2 separate regions of the Mus musculus genome follow, and region 2 is linked to region 1. A link is a contact called in public Hi-C data. All regions are on one chromosome and are shown on one strand. The core of a region is the stretch at or near the end of the contact, and the rest is flanking DNA. Distances in the headings are between cores, read along the strand shown.

Evidence for each region. Hi-C and Micro-C count contacts between places; a contact is called where the count stands out from the background.
Region 2: a Hi-C map of the N1E-115 cell line shows a contact between it and region 1, with 2.6 times the contacts expected there. The contact joins two enhancer-like sites. A contact is called at or near these places in 1 of 39 promoter capture datasets (hippocampal neurons), 2 of 15 datasets of contacts at CTCF or cohesin (both in the NIH/3T3 cell line), 7 of 484 Hi-C or Micro-C datasets (the N1E-115 cell line, bone marrow-derived macrophages, cerebral cortex and 4 more) and 1 of 115 datasets of contacts at active chromatin or transcription factors (embryonic stem cells).

Annotation. Positions count from the first base shown.
Region 1 is chr6:37,092,864-37,100,760 of GRCm38.p6, reverse strand. Dgki (diacylglycerol kinase, iota) reads left to right here. Exons shown (of 34, transcript NM_001081206.2): 4 at 3,135-3,209; 5 at 4,457-4,513. Among named protein-coding and RNA genes, the nearest start is that of Gm52857, 190 kb to the right of the region's middle. Within about 2 kb of position 3,205, at least 39 of the 459 cell types and tissues checked have an H3K27ac peak or open chromatin away from gene starts, as enhancers often do. A contact at or near this core is called in the N1E-115 cell line, where this site is marked.
Region 2 is chr6:37,167,597-37,175,493 of GRCm38.p6, reverse strand. All of the region lies in intron 1 of Dgki (diacylglycerol kinase, iota), which reads left to right. Among named protein-coding and RNA genes, the nearest start is that of Dgki, 130 kb to the left of the region's middle. Within about 2 kb of position 3,898, at least 14 of the 459 cell types and tissues checked have an H3K27ac peak or open chromatin away from gene starts, as enhancers often do. A contact at or near this core is called in the N1E-115 cell line, where this site is marked.

The sequences.
Region 1 (7,897 bases), core at 1,956-4,455:
TCATTAATAAAAGAATTTAGAAATGGAATTGGAAGAAAGCCAGAGGGTGGTTTTATTGGAATTTGTGAGAATATACGACAGGACAAGCAAGCTGTAAACCCTGACAACTGCCTTGAGGAGGGAGACGGGGAAGAGGGAGAGAGGAAATCATACCTTTTGGGTCCAAGAAAAACAGCCCGTTTTGCAATGGAGGTCAACAAGTAGTTACATGGCCGAAGGAATGTGAGACTTTAGAAAAAAGCAAATCTAGAGCATTAGGGAAGGCATTGCCTCTGGACAGAAAGTAAAGAAAAGATTATAGTTTTAGAACACGGGAAAGTCCAGACTAAGTTTGCCTCATGTGGTAAGCAGCTGAGCAGGAGGAGGGGCTTCTGAGAGGTCTATTATCTCAATAAAGGGTTAATCATTCCTCCCACATCTTCTTAACATGTCTTCAGATGAATCCATTTTCCTGAGAGGTGGACTCATGGCCACATGATTGACAGGCCCAGTTGGAGTAACTCTTAACAGAGGAGACCAGAATGTTCAATGTTCTTTCCCCCAAACAGACCAGAAAGTCAAGTCACCACCAAGAGCCAGAAATAAAACTCAGATTTCATTCTTTTGCCCATGAGATGCTAGCTTTCACTTAAGAAGCATCAACCGAGCCCGGTATTTCTGCATTTTTTTTCAGGCTTGTCTTAAAAGCTGAGGAGGCACAGTTGTAATGTTTCTTGGGTTCAAGGCAGATAATGAGGAAGGAGTTCAAATTCAATGACTCGGAAGCCTGATAATTTCCTGTAATACAGTGCCTTTTTAGAATTCCCGGTGCTCCATAGACTAAATAAGAGGACCCTACGCACAATAGCATAGGGAGATAGGGCTCATTGATGAGGATGCTTTCCAGGCACTGTGGTGCTGGGAATCCATCCTAAATGTTTGCCCATTTTGAGCAGCGTTGCCCGACATGTGTGTGCCCTAATCTGTTAGGGATCAGGTAGGTGGTGGGGCTGGAAGAGTTATCAACTCTGGTTTCCTTAGCTTCATGGTAAGTCCCATTAGTGGCATGACTCAAATGTCACATGCACTTTCTGTAGGTGGTGCTCAAGCAGAGATCTGACCAGGACACTGATAGGAAAGAGGAGAGCAATGGCTATTTGTTTATGAGCATTCTAGTTATGACCATTTGCAATCCAATTGTATTATTGCTGCTGCTGTTTCAGGACTGCTGCTATCGCTGTGATTCTTCGGTTTCACATTCTTCCCCACATGGCTGTGTGTATTCTCCCTCCTCCCCTCCTTCCTCCTCTTCCTCCCTAGCCCTCCTTCTGGTTTTGGATGTAGAGGAAGACACTTGGAGCGATAGCCTTAGGTTCTGATTTTCCTTATCTTTCGTTGTCTGAAAAATTAGTTGCCAAACATACTTACTGTTCTACATCATGTTAGGAAGACCAATGCCAAGAGGGGGATCACACATTAAGAGCTCACAGACACACAGTGTTGTTGCTGAGGTGTTCTGTGCACTCGGCTGGAAGCTGGTGACTTAGTTATCAATGCTATCCACAGAGACTGATGTCTAGACTTGGATGATGGGTCCACAGAGGAAATAAAAAGTGACAGTTTCTTTTCTTCTACCTTCCCCAGCATCCCCAGGGCTGTCTGTCCCTCCAGGGCCCTGTCTCTACAGAAGTGTTAGGTGTGATCCACTGGGCTCCACTGTCCTTCCTCAGGGAAGCCAGCCATCAGTCACAGGTTGCCAGCAGTCTACACTGACACCTTCCAAATGCACAAGCACTCCCAGCCTTTCCCATGTGGGCTCTTTGATAATCTCTGTTATTATGAGTTTTTGTGCTCAAAATAGGTTTGGTGTAATATTTATTATAATATTTAATATTTATTTGGTAATATTTAGTTTATTAATATATATATGTATGCATATATGTATATTTATGTGTATGATGCTAGGTTCAAAACAGCTGTGTCTTAGCATGAAAAATAACAGCTAACCCATTAAATGATTTGTTATGTGGTTCCAATTCATCACCTAAGGGAGGCAAGCACTGGTTTGAAGAAGAGCCTGTTGAAGAAAGTAACTGTTTACAGTCTTTAGAAAGTTTAAGATCCTCACACACTACATGCTGCATTTGCTGCTGTGGTAGTTACTACCATCCAACAGAATTATCCCGGCAGGCAGCTCTTGCTCAGGCCTGTCCTTGTAGAGGCCTCTGCACATCCCTAGGCGATGCTGGCAGGAGTGACATCAGAAGCCCATACGGTCATCTCTCTACGTGCACCATGTTCGAGTGTTTAATCATTGGAGATAACATAGACCCCAGAAAGCTTTTCTCTGTGAATTTAAACGCGTGCCCAAAATCAAGGCTAAATTTGATGGCACTTAGGAGCCAGACACATTGGGTGTGCTGTGCCCTAATGGGGCGATCTTGGACCGGTCACTGGCTGCGTGTGGGTTTTCTTACCTGTGAAGCAGGGATAGATAAGGGCTATCCCTACTTCACAAGGCTGTAAAGGTTAAGTGAATGACCATCTGTGATGTGCCTGTCAGGGCATAGAGCAAGACCTGTATTCTAACCAGTGGCCCACGCTGTCCTTGTTGCTAGTGGTTTGTTATTGTTGCTTCCTGGGTGTGAATCCCGACTTGTAATCTCGCTCCTGAAGATTTGGGTAGAAACCCAAATAGCACCGACGAGATTTGTGCCTAGAACAGAAGCTTAAAGCAACCAGTCATGGAGATGCAGCCTCCGAGAGTATGGGTGGAATGCTTGTTTTGTACATAAGAATATTGACTCTGTCCCTCAAGAGTGAAGTTGGAATGTGTGAAAAAGTTTGAAAACGTAAGGACAGTGCTTGCGTTGTTCAGGCGTAGCACTTAAAACTGGTGTAACAGACTAAAGACCTTGGTTTATGTTATAAGCCCTCTTTGTAACAGGTATTGCTGTTATATTGCGAAGAAGCCTGTCTAGGCCACTGGTGTGCCTGTGGGTAGTTACCTTGACATGTTTAGGGGTTTTCAATTTGCTTAGTAACAGAAGCACTTACAATTTTGCTTAATTTAAGGAGTCTCGCGTTCATTCCAGGGAAGTCTCCAGAACAGCTTGCTAACACTTCTCTCCTGTATTTTGAATTGAATGTTGTAGAAATCCGCTCTCAGGAGGAAGTGTGCCGTCTGCAAAATCGTGGTCCACACAGCCTGCATTGAGCAACTAGAGAAGGTAAGCGAGCGCCACCTGCTGGCGAGTGTGTTGGCTTCGGTCACTTACCAAGATCTGGTGTCAATGTCTAACTTTTTAAAAAACAAAACCAAAAATTGTTGAGTTCAGGATGACTTACCAGAATAACAATGAAAAGACAATATATAAAGGTCAGCCATGGTCTTGTTTTCCTGGGTTTAATTTGATATTATGTTGCATTGAACTTTGGGAAAGCTTGGCAACACTTACAATAAGCCTTTTAAGATTGTAGCTTCCATATGTTTCTCTCGGTGAGTTCACATATTCCTAAAGGAGCTCGAAGGGAGAGTTAGCCAAGCCAGCCGAAAGCAGCTCCCAGATGCTGCTGCAGACCTCACGGGCAGCAGTTTTTGCTGGTGCAGCATGAAATGTGTGGCTAAGCCAGGAGTGGCATCCCAAGGGTGGTGTCTTGTCTCCAGAAGTGGATTCTGAACTGTCTATTCATTTACCATCTGGGGGGAAGGGCAGAGCTCTGCGAGAGAGCTGCTTGCTGCTCTCATTTATAATTCCTCCTCCGTGTCCAGGCGAGACACTGAGTGGGATCTATATTCGTGCGCTGCCCTTGGCAATCACGGTGGGACTATTTTAGCTTTGTACAATGTTTGCTTAGCTTCGCCAGCACCTCCAGCTGCTGTCAACCTATATCTCACAGCCATGCCTAACACTTGGACTAGATTTTTCTCGTCTGCACTCTACTTCACTTTATACAGGAGCAAAAGAGCTCACGAGGACACTTCTCATCCACAGAGCAAGGCAGTGCTGAGTCCTTTTACAGGGAATATCTGTGCGTGTGTTTGAATGGTTATCACAGCAGTTAGGACTTCTCAGGTTTATATTTTCTACTTTAAAAAAAAAAGCAAAAAAAAAAAAAAAAAAAACCCAACTTACCCGGATGACTTCAGCTGCCATGTACTTTACCTGTGACTTTGGTCTCCATTTTTCCAGATTCATGGGCTAAGAACGTTTTTGTTTGTTTGTTTGAAGTTAGACTGCATGGATGAGAATGCAGGACTGCCGACTGGAGGTGTGAAATGGCACTGTACCTCTGTGGATCGTCTAGTGAGATGCTTCGGGAGAGTAGGAGCAGGCTAGAACGGATTCCTTATTCTTCCTGGGCTTGGTTTATAGCCTTCATGTCTACCACTATTGGTTGCTTTCTGGTCTCAGGTAGCTCTCTTCAACCTGTTGCTCGTCACTAACATTAACATACTTTTCTCTTCAAATGGCAGATTAATTTCAGATGTAAACCAACATTTCGGGAAGGAGGCTCCAGATCGCCAAGAGAAGTGAGTTTTGTGAGTTGTTTCAGAGAGCACCTTGAACTCTCCTAGGTTCACCGAATCTCCCAGGGATTCACCTAGGATTGACAAATGAGGTCTGTCTCCCCTCATTATACAGCAGTTTCTTCTTAATGTGTCAATAAGGACAAAGAGTCTCCAAGATTCTTCGGTATACTGTACTTTATTCTGTCAGTGGAGTGGGTTTGGGAGCCAGAGTCTTAACGCATGAAATGGAAAAGTGGGGTTGGGGGAGTTCCCCATTATTCTAGACAGTTTAGAACTAGGGTCTGAGTTGTACTCTCTAGTCCACAAAAGGAGGATGAGGAAAAGGAGGGAGGGAGGGAGGGAGGGGGGGAGGGAGGGAGAGAGGGAGAGGGGGAAGAGGAGGAGGAGGAAGAGAAGGAGGGAGGGAGGGAGGGAGAGAGAGAGAGAGAGAGAGAGAGAGAGAGAGAGAGAGAGAGAGAGAGAGCCAGATAATGGGCTTTCTGAGAGATGTGGGCACTGATTGAATCTTTTAGGACTCTTCTAGGGCAAAGGGTGCGATGTGAGATACAGGGAGACAACCATTTAGACAGAAACAGCAGCAGCACATAAGCCTAGGTGAGAGCTTAGTAAGATGCATTACTTGGGAGGAGAGTTAGAGCTAGACAGTGGAAGTCAGGCTTCCACTTCCTTGGACGCAGGCTGGAAGTCATCAGGGATTTGCAGGTTCGCACTGCGCTATCTAAGTAGAATATATTATGCTGCCTGCAGTGTGGAGGGAACATCATGAGGGTCGATGCTGTTGGGGACATAGAGACAATTAGAGCAGCTCTTGCCATAGAGGTTAAGAAATAATTGTGTCTGAGCTGAGAGAAACATGCTTGCTAAGATGAGTTTACAGGTGTAAAGTTGGCAAGAATTAGTGAAGGATTTTGGGTGTGTGGGGAGTTATCCTTATAAATCAAGCTTCCATTGAGCAAAACTGATTCATTGTTGTAAGAAGGTTATTTGAGGAATGAATCTGATGTGAAGATGCAGAATATTTGATCACATTGTGAACCCTAAGATTGTGGACTGGTTGTGGTATGGCTCAGCTACCACAAACCTTTTATCCAAGAGTTGTCTGTTTATTGTAAACAGGTTGTTGTGGTGTGGTCAGCCCTAGCACACAGCTTTGCTTTGCTCTTCTCTCCCCTCCCCTCCCCTCCTCTCCCCTTTCCTTTCCTTTTCTGTTTTTTTGGGTTTTGTTTTGTTTTTTGTTTTTTTTCGAGGCAGGGTTTCTCTGTGTAGCCCTGACTGTCCTGAAACTCACTCTGTAGACCACACTGGCCTTGAACTCAGAAATCCACCTGCCTCTGCCTCTCAAGTGCTAGGATTAAAGTTGAGTGCCACCACTGCCCTCACACACAGCTTTAATGCAAAAATCTTTTTGTAAATGGATTAAATAAAGGCCAGATAGATAAAGAGGCAGAGCAAGCAACCAGTTGACAGGGAAAGAACATAAGAAAACCCAGGAAAGGGAAAGGAGGGTTTTGAGTTGAAGGGTATTTAAAACAGGATGGAGTGGGGGAGGTTTTTTTCCTGCTGGGACATCAGTGGTATAAAAAAGTCACCTGGGTACTTTCTGACAGCAGGTTTTCACCCCAGCATCTTGCTCTTCTGAGTCTTCATTGGTAAAATTGAACAACTAGGATTTAAAAAACAAAGCAAATCAAAAAACAAAAAACAAGAGATGGTGAGTTTAGTTGCAGAAGTATTAGGTTTGAAGTCTCCCCTTTGCCCCCAGATGGGTTTGCCTGTAGATATGTGTGTGGGAGTGGCCAGCACATACCGAGACTGGGTAGTACTGTGAGACTAGAGAGGGTAGCAATGTCTGAGAACAGAGAGGGTCACAACAGTTTGAACCATAGTGAAGAAAGAAAGACATCATAGAGGCCAGACAAGGTGGCGACCACCCGTAGCATCAGAGACTCAGGAGACTGACGTAGGATTCCTTGAGTCTTAAGACTTAGTCTGGACAGTATGTGAGATGATGTGTCAAAAACCTTAAAAGGGGAAAAAGAGTAATGTTTCATGATAATGAAAACTAGAGGGTTGAGAACAGCAGGGGAGGGGGTGGGAGGGGTGGGAGAGGAGAATTTCACACTCTCATCAGTTGGCTTCTCCCACTGTTGGTCCAGTGTGGCAGAGACAGGTGGGAGGAGGGTAGAAAGTGGTCTTGTTGGCCTGCCTTTGGTGACCCCTGCTGAGGGGCAGTGCTGGCTGCAAGGCTACTCAGGGTCAGCGCAAATGAAGATGCTTTCCATAGGAAAATCAAAGGGGGTGGGGACTTGTTCTTGAGCTGGAGGTACTGAATTTCCTACCGAGGGATGTACATGGCTGCCATTGGTTTCCTGCCCTTCTCTCTGGGTCTTTCCCTCTGCCTCTCTCTTAGTTACAACCATATGTAAAATGTCTCTTTCACAAGTCTCCAAAAGGGTCCCATTGCTTGTAAGGCTTCTTTTCTCTTGAAAACTGGACCTTCGTTGAGAGTCTTGCCAAGGACTTGGTCTCTATTCCTTTTCTGCCCTGTCTAGAGTATTCCCACCAGCTAAAGCATGCTGTCGTGGTTTCCAGCTAAGAGAAAAGAGCACTAGCATTCCTTACCTACTGAGGTGTGTTCCTGCCCCTCTGCTGTCCAGTTCTGCATTCATGGCTAAGCTTCTGTGATCTGCATGGACTATTTTTAGTGTGTCATCTTCTAACACATTTACTTGCTCTTGTCTTTATTCAGTCCATTTTCTGAAACTGTGTCTGTCAGTGTTGCTAATAATCATATAAAAATCCAATGTGTTTTTCTAAGCTAATCTAATTTCACACAAATGCTCAGAACATTCACATGACCCATTCTCCTTCAGGGACTCCTCTCTGACATCAGGGATTCTCTTTTGTCTCTTTTGGACATTTTCCTTCCCTTGGCCATCCCAGCTGACCTTTAGTGGCCCACCCCAGCCTCTACATCTCTGCAGGGCCTCCTGGGCTTGGTCTGCATTCTCTGACCTCTGCCCACTGCCATTCAGAGAGCTGACAACTCCTGTCTTTATATTTATTTCCAGTTTACATTTCTTGATATTTCACTTGACATGTCCATTTAACGTATCATGGTCATCTGAACATAATAGATCAAGACCCACACAATTATGGCCATAAAACACCCTCCCCCATCTGTTTTCCCCTTATAAAATAAGCTGTCCAGTTGCAAACGTTGGGTGAAGCTCATATTGATTCTTGTTCGCTAGTCCTCTCAATCTCAAATTCATTTGTCAGCTCAGTTAGTTTTGTTTATGAATGTATTTCAGATCCATCCGTTTACTTGCATATCTGCTGTCAGACACTTTGACTAAGATATGGGTGTTTTCCACCATGGCC
Region 2 (7,897 bases), core at 2,649-5,148, 74 kb before region 1:
AAAAATTTGGAGGCAGCAGGACTATCTCTAAGTTGAGGTTTGGATATAATGGTAGGAATGAAATTTTTTTGTGCTGTTTGTTTTTAAAATCTATATGAATTAACAATTAAATAATTAAAAATTATAGAATTGCTTAATTACAGAAAGTTTACAGTTCAGTGACAGTTAAGTGATTACGCAGGTGGGAGTGAAGCAGCAGATTACTAGTTACAACTAGTAGTTGATTGTTATCTTTTCTAGAAATGAGTGCCGAGTTGAGGCAAGTGGAGTGGGGCGGGGGCAAGCTCGGGCTGCTACATGGAGTTTGGCTCTGTACTCTTACTCTGTAAAATGCGCTGTTGTGAGAACGTCTTGGCTGCTTAGGACTTTTGTGATTCTTTGTCCACAAAAATCCTTCAAGACTAGTTTGGAAATTATTTTGTTTTTTTTTTTTTTCCAAATTTTTTTGTTTTGGGTTCTAAGTTTGCTTGCAAATTGGATCATGTTATGGTTTCAATAATAAATGTTGCTTTAGGTGTTTTATGAATGTCTTGGGTACAAGGAACAATAAGGTTGCATGTAAATTGCAGTTAGAGAATACCTCGCCCTTCCTCATTTTCCACTTGTAGTAAACTATTACCCAAAGTAATTTATTTAGCGCATATATAAATATACATTAAAAGTAATGTGGGGTTGTCTCAGTGGGCAAAGATGCTTGCTGCCAAGCCTGATGACTTGAGTTTTAGCCTGAGAATGTATATGGCAGTTAAGAGAGAACAGACTCCTGTAAGTTGTCCTTTAACTCCACAATTGGACTCTAATATGCATGCGCCTCTGTCTCTTTCTCTCTGTCTCTCTGTCTGCCTGTCTCTCACTCTCTTTCACACACAAATAAGTAAATAAATATAAGAGAAAAAATGTTTTAAATGTATCATCTTATTAGCTTCTTCTGTAATCACTTCCATAGAAATAAATGCCCCCTAGTGCTGTAAAGTCCTCATAACATTGGCATAATGTTTTATGACACATTAAATATGGAGGGGTGAAAGTTACCTGAGGCCATTCCTTTTGTTTTGGCAATGAGACCAAAGCCTTTTTATAAGAGTTGCCTTGGTCATAGTGTCTGTTAACATCAAGGAAACTGTAACTAAAATAGAAGTTGGTACCAGGAGTGGGGTATTGCTGTGATAGGCCTGACCACGCTTTTGTTTGGACGAATGTGGATTTGGAAAGCAATGCAATGCTTTAAGTGGGGCTTAATGGGTAACCCTAGTAGGAATATGGAAGACATTGGTGCTGAAGATGGATTGAACTCTGGGGGCCATTAGTATTGGTTTTGAAGGCATGAAGGGGTCATGAAGAGCAGCTGAAGCTTGGCACTGTGAGAGACCAGAGAAGGTCCTTGGTGAAGGTGCAACCTCAGTCACAGTTGATGGCTCAGGATTGAAGGAGTATTGCAAAGACATTGAGGCTTACTAGCACCAAGAAGAAAGCCTATGAGAGGCTATTAGTGAAGCCTAGTTGAAGTGGAAGACCCCAGAGTATGGAGATGCCAGCACTATGGGATGACCACTAAGAACAGCAGCAGTAGTGGAGTGGTGTCAACTAGAGGCTAGAGTGCTACAGAGGACACAGCTAGAGAAGTAATCCAAACCCTTTGGGGAAGCTCAGAATATTATGTTTGGATACCAGACATTGGACCAAGAAGTTGTGAAACTGAAGTAACCTTGGAGACCCCACGATGTTAGAGATGCCTACTGTTAGAATATCTACTGAGGAAAGGTGCTAACAGAGTGGGCCCAGCCTAAGAGAAAGAATTGTGTTGCAGTCAATAAAGCTGAAAGGAGTTGGACATCAGACATGGAGAAGAAGTTTGGAGTTTGCTCAGCTGGTTTTTGGTCTTGCTTTGGTCCAGTATTTCCTCCCTATGATGTTTTGGAATTGTAATGTGTATCCTGTGATGTTGAAAGTATGCGATCTGCTTTTTAGTTTTGATTTAATAGGTGATTACAGTGAAGATATTACATGAACATCGGCTTTTTTCACATTGTTGAGACTATTATAGAATATGGAGACTTTTGAAGTTGGACTAAATGTATTTTGCATTATGTTATGGCTAGATATGACCCCCATAGATGCATGTGTTTGCAGAAGCCTATGGCGGCCAGGGAGTGGAATGTGGTTGTTTGAATATCTTTGACCTATGTGAAGTGGCACCATTAGGAGGTGTTGGAGTAGGTGTGGTGTTCTTGAAAGAAGTGTGTCACTGTGAGGGTAGACTTTGAAAGAAGTGTGTCACTGTGAGGGTAGACTTTGAGGTCCTATGCCTAAGCTCCACCCAGGGTGGAGGAGACATTCCTCCTGGCTGCCTTTGGATCAAGACGTAGTACTCTTGGCTCCTCTAGCACCTAGCATGAATCCGTGCTTCCCACTGTGATGATAATAGACCGAACCTCTGAAATTATAATCTAGCACCCATTAAGTGTTTACCTTTATAAGAGTTGCCTTGGTCGTGGCATCCCTTCACAGCAATGGAAACCCTAACCAAGGCAGATGCTAACAGGAAGATTAAATCAGTTGGATTAGTGTTTATGGAATCTGGCGAGGTATTTATGTGGGAAACCTTCCCGTTAAGGAAGCCTGAACTTCCTTGATCTTGTCCATACGCTGTTCTATACCTGTACACACTAGTCTTCCTTTCATCAGTGTTTATGTTCATTAGTTTGGCCACACAAGTATATTCAAAGCATATTATCTTCATATGAATTTATATACATACATGTACACATACAGTGTGGCTGTTATTGAAGAGCACCATGCTTGATGTTCAGTGAACAAATAGACACATCTACTAAAGAAAATCCATAGCATCATATGCAATGCTGTCCCTTTAAACATTCTTGTCTGCTCTTTGATTCTATTTCAGTCTTCATTTGTTTGAGCAGTGTTCCCTCAAGACCAATGGTTCTCAACTTGGGGGTCATGACCCGTTTGCGGGGCAAATGATCCTTTTATAGGGATTTCTTGGGACCATCAGAAAACACAGATGCTTACATAATGATTCATAATAGTAGCAAAACTACAGATTTATGAAGTAGCAGTGAAATAATTTTATGGTGGGGGGGTCACTACAACATGAAAAACTGTATTAAAAGTTTGCAGCATTAGGGAGGTTGAGAACCACTGCCCCAGGCAAAATGCCAAAAATGTATTTTACTATCAACTTTTAATTTATTCTAAGTTGCAAAAGAAGAATAGCATAAAGCAAACCAAAGTCTTCACTTACCTTTTTCTTTCTTGGCTGCCAAAAAGAGCATGTGAGAACCCCTTTTGCTCATGATCAATTATAACCTCCTCACAAAGGCTCGCATTCACCAAACCAAAGGAAGCGATCCTTTCCTCTGTTTAGAGAAATTTCTTCATGCAAATGCATTACAATAGAAGTCTTATTGGTCACAGTTACGTGTTGGCCATTTTGTGGTCCTGAGTAAGAAAGACACAGTCCTGGACATTCCATAGTAAGAAGGGCTGGCAGAGTATCCAAGGAGAATATGATCTTGTGTTAGCAGAAGTACGAGGAATCTGGGAGAAAAGAATCAAATTAGTGAAAGCAAAAGAGTGCTAATTCTTATTTTGTAAGTGGCAGATGGGGTTGGATAAAAACAGTATGATGGCGCATTGTTTTGGCTGGAAGACAGGGTGAATGGCTGCATTTTCTTCGAGGAAGGGACAGAAGAATAGATCGATTACAGTACTGCAGGATGTACAACTACAAGGGAAGAGAGTTCAAGGAGGCCCCTACCTAGTCTTTTGATGTAGCTCTAAGGAGGATTCTTTGTGGTGGTAGGGAGGGCAGGGGAGAAAGGAGGAGAGGAAAGGCGAGGTGGATTTTGGGTGGAGCTAAACCCTGAGAGCCCAGACTCCCGTCTGTGGTCAGTGATACAGTGTTTCTTCCTGGTGTGTCTTTCAGCTTTTCAACACACACTGCGTGCGCCATGGACTTGATGCGATTATTTGCTTTTAAAGATCATTAAGAGAGTGGTGATTTCATTTTTAATTACCTCCCTGCTGGGTTTTCCTCCACTGGCATCTTTGGCTTTATGTTGAGTTAAACCTATTCCGGATCCAGCTGCCTTCGATAACTGGTATAAAGTAGAAGTGAGTGGCAGGTTGTTATAGCAACGGAATCTGATAGCAGCTTGTTATACCTGTGGGGATTGATCCTGAGTTTGAAGAGTCGGCAAGCTTTTCTTAGGAAATGTTAATGTCACTTAAAGACTTTGCTTGCAGCTTTTATTCTGATAATGAATCTTTTCACAAATGTTCAGATTGTCTGAAGATATCCCAGAATTATAATACGGCAGTTGTAAGAACATTCCATGATTTCCAGAGAACTGGATCATTGAGTATTCTATTGTAACTTTTAAAGTTCTCAATAAGATGCTTTTGCAGAGACAAGAAAGCCACAGGCGTCTCCTGTGGAAGGGGTGTGTGTGTGTGTGTGTGTGTGTGTGTGTATGTATGTGTGTGTGTCCGTGTCCGTCCATCCTCCAAAGGATCCTTTAGGACTTTGTTCATTTGCCCTCAGTGATCCGGCCTCACTCTTTCCTTCAGGCTCCTTAAATTTTAGCAACAGCAACAGACTTATTTAAATAGTATTGAACACTCTCTGTCACAGCTCTGAGTCTTGGCTGTGTTCTCCTGTTTTCTTCACCTGTCTTTTCTGTACAATTCTCTCCTGGCTGAGCTCCCATGCCATGCCGCATGGAAGGTTCCCCTTGGCCGTTTTCCACAGAGAATTCACTCCTTTCCCTCTCTGACCAAAGACGAGCCATCTCTCTGGTGTGATGAATTGGGGTGTATCATAATGTAGCATTATTCTGCAGGCAGCACAGAGTACATCTGAGTCACACATTTCTCCTTGTCGCTCGTACAGGCTCCTTGTTCTTTCTTTGCACAGAACAGGGCTGTGGTCTGCATGCTTATAGTTGCTCGTTCTGTTGGTGAGGGTCATAGGGAAATATAGACTCCAACAGTGACTCTGTTAGAGCTACCCAGCTGCTATTTTGGTGACATGTAAAGGCAACAATACTCTTAGATTTGCCGAGGTTAACAAAGATAGACTTCACCATCAGACTGGTACGATTTTTGGTCCAGGGTTTCTTGGTTCAGATACTTCATTATACAAATGTCTAGGTTTCAAAACTTCCTCTTTGGTGGATGACTTCTAATTAAGAAAATGTTCCCAAATCTTGGTGGGTGACTGCACAGCTGGACAGGGAAACACCAATTGTGCAATGGTTTTGGTAGCTGACTGCCTTCTTCCTCCTGCCCCCACCACAGGGAGATTTTCTAAAGATCGAGGCCTGCATCCTACCCAACCACTTAAATTAGAAACTTTCCAACTGTTGAGCTAAGTTCTCCTCTACCTGATCTTCTCCTAAAAGGCAGGATGTGAAAGAGGGCAGTAGAGAGCCACAAGCACATTATGAGATGCCTCCAAGAAAGCTCAACTCCAGTCATTTACATGGGGGTTAGTTCTAGACTGGGTTTGGAATGGAGGAGGGAGGACCAGGTGGAAAACAAAGGCAAGATTGTTGCCAGTGGAGAGATCTGCGCTTGGGAAGGTGGGGGGACGAGCAATTTCCTCAGCTGCTAGGAAGACTACAAGGGTGGATCCATGAAGGAGCCCTTTGCCCAGATGACTGCCAGATGCGGTGGGGGATGTGGTGGGGGATGCGGTGGGGGATGCAGAGGGTGGAGGAGCTACGTCTTTAATGTTGGAGATCCTGGGGAATTATTTTACTTCTGAGCAGGGAGTCATTTTCCAGATAACATTTAATTTCTATATGATGTCCCATGGTTATGATTAGGGGAGATTGAAATAAATGCAGACAAGAAAGGGTTTTCTTAAGGACGGTTGTGGTTTGAGTCTGAAATGTCTCCCTTAGGCTCATGTATTAGAATACTTAGTCCGCAGCTGGTGGTGCTGTGTTCAGACGATTGTGGACCCTTAAGAAGACAGAGCCTTGCTGAGCAAAGTATGTGGCTGGTGTACCTTTGAGTTTTATAGTCTAGCCTCACTTCCTGCTCTTTCTGATTCCTCTGGGCGGGTGTGTGATCAGTCTGCTTCTGGCCTGCCTGGCCTGCCTCACACTCTAGCTGTCATGCTTTCTAGGCCACTCACTCTGAACCAGTAAGCCAAAACAAAGTTTCCACTCGCTTTCACAGCCACTTCTAAGGGAGTATTGCAGTATCTTGCGTGGTGAGTATGAGGTGCCTCCTATCTTACCTGTCCAACTGGATGAAGCGAGCTCGACTGTGGAACCTGGGTATCCACTGTCTTTCCAGTCACCATCCGAGCTTCTCTTGTCTTATATTTCCACGTTATTCTATCCTATGTTTGTCTTTGTCCCCTAACTATGCAAATGCCTGAATCAGATGCAGAATAATAGACCATTAAAAATCAATAATTGGAATACACTTGTTTCTTTCCTTGTTTCATTTTCCTTATCTGCCCCTCCTTTTTTTCTGTCTTTCATTTTCTTTGTTTTTGAGACAGAGTTTCATGTAGCTCAGGCTAGCCTTGAACTTTGTTCCTCTGTAACTGAGACTGGCTTTGAACTCCTGATCCTCCTACCTATAGATGTGACCACCATATCAAGTTCAGGCTCCTTCTTTTCCTCTTTTTCCTCCTCCTCCTCTCCTTTTCATGTTATTCTTTTAAAGATTTATTTGGTATGTGCACAGTGTTCTGCCTACATGCCAGAGGGGGCACCAGATCTCATTATATATGGTTCTAAGCCACCATGTGGTTGCTGGGAATTGAACTCAGTACCTCTGGAAGAGCAGTGCTCTCAACCTCTGAGCCATGGATCTAGCCCAAACTCATATGTCTTTTTAAAAAAATTAATTATAATAATTATTATTTTACTTATTCACTTTACATCCTGCTCACTGCCTCCACCCCAGTCACTCCCTTCCCACAGTCCTTCCCCCATCTCTCTCCCCTCTCTGAGTAGGTGGGGTCCACCCTGGGTATCCCTCACCCTGGCACTTCAAGACTATGCAGGGCTAGGCACTTCTCTCCCACTGAGGTCAGACAAGGCAGCCCAGCTAGAAGAACATATCCCACATGCAGGCAGCTGCTTTTGGGATAGCTCCTGTTCCAGTTTTTTCGGACTCAAGTTGCACATCTGTGATATATGTGTGGGGAGGCCTCGGTCCAGACCATATAGGTTCTTTGGTAGTTCAGTCTCTGAGAGCCCCAAGGGTCCAGGTTATTTTATTCTATTGTTCTTCCTGTGGAGTTCCTATCCCCTTAGGGCCAAGCTCAGACTGCTTAAGATGTACATTATCCTAGAAGCATTTATATTGTATATATTTAAAAGCAGGTATATTAAGTATATATTTAAAAGCATGATGTTTGAAACAATGCTGTATCCTGAAAAGAGCCCTAAAGAAAACAACGTTAGACTTTTGTAGCTACCAAAAACATGATTTTTAACCAATACAGCTTTGGACGATTACATTAGAGAAAACTAGAAGAAATAAATATTGATATCAGGAAATATTCCAAGGCTTGATAGATAATGCCTTTGAAGAATGATAATTTCCAAATTCAAATAAATTATACCACAGATATCAAGAAATCTTGAAATTTTGACCATATGAGCATATATTAACAAAAGCTGAGAAATACTGAAATGGAAGACATTTTGGAAGTTTGGAGATATGAGAGGATGAATTTATAGCTCTGTGTTTGGTAGTAGCCACTACAGGGCTTCTGTAAGTGACTGAGGCAGATATTCTTTGTAGACTGTAGAAAGGAAGAGGTAGCCATAATGCCCTAGGCCTGGGCTTGCTGGACTGGTTGCCTTGGGAACCAGTCCATAAACAAATTACGTCTCAGTTTCAC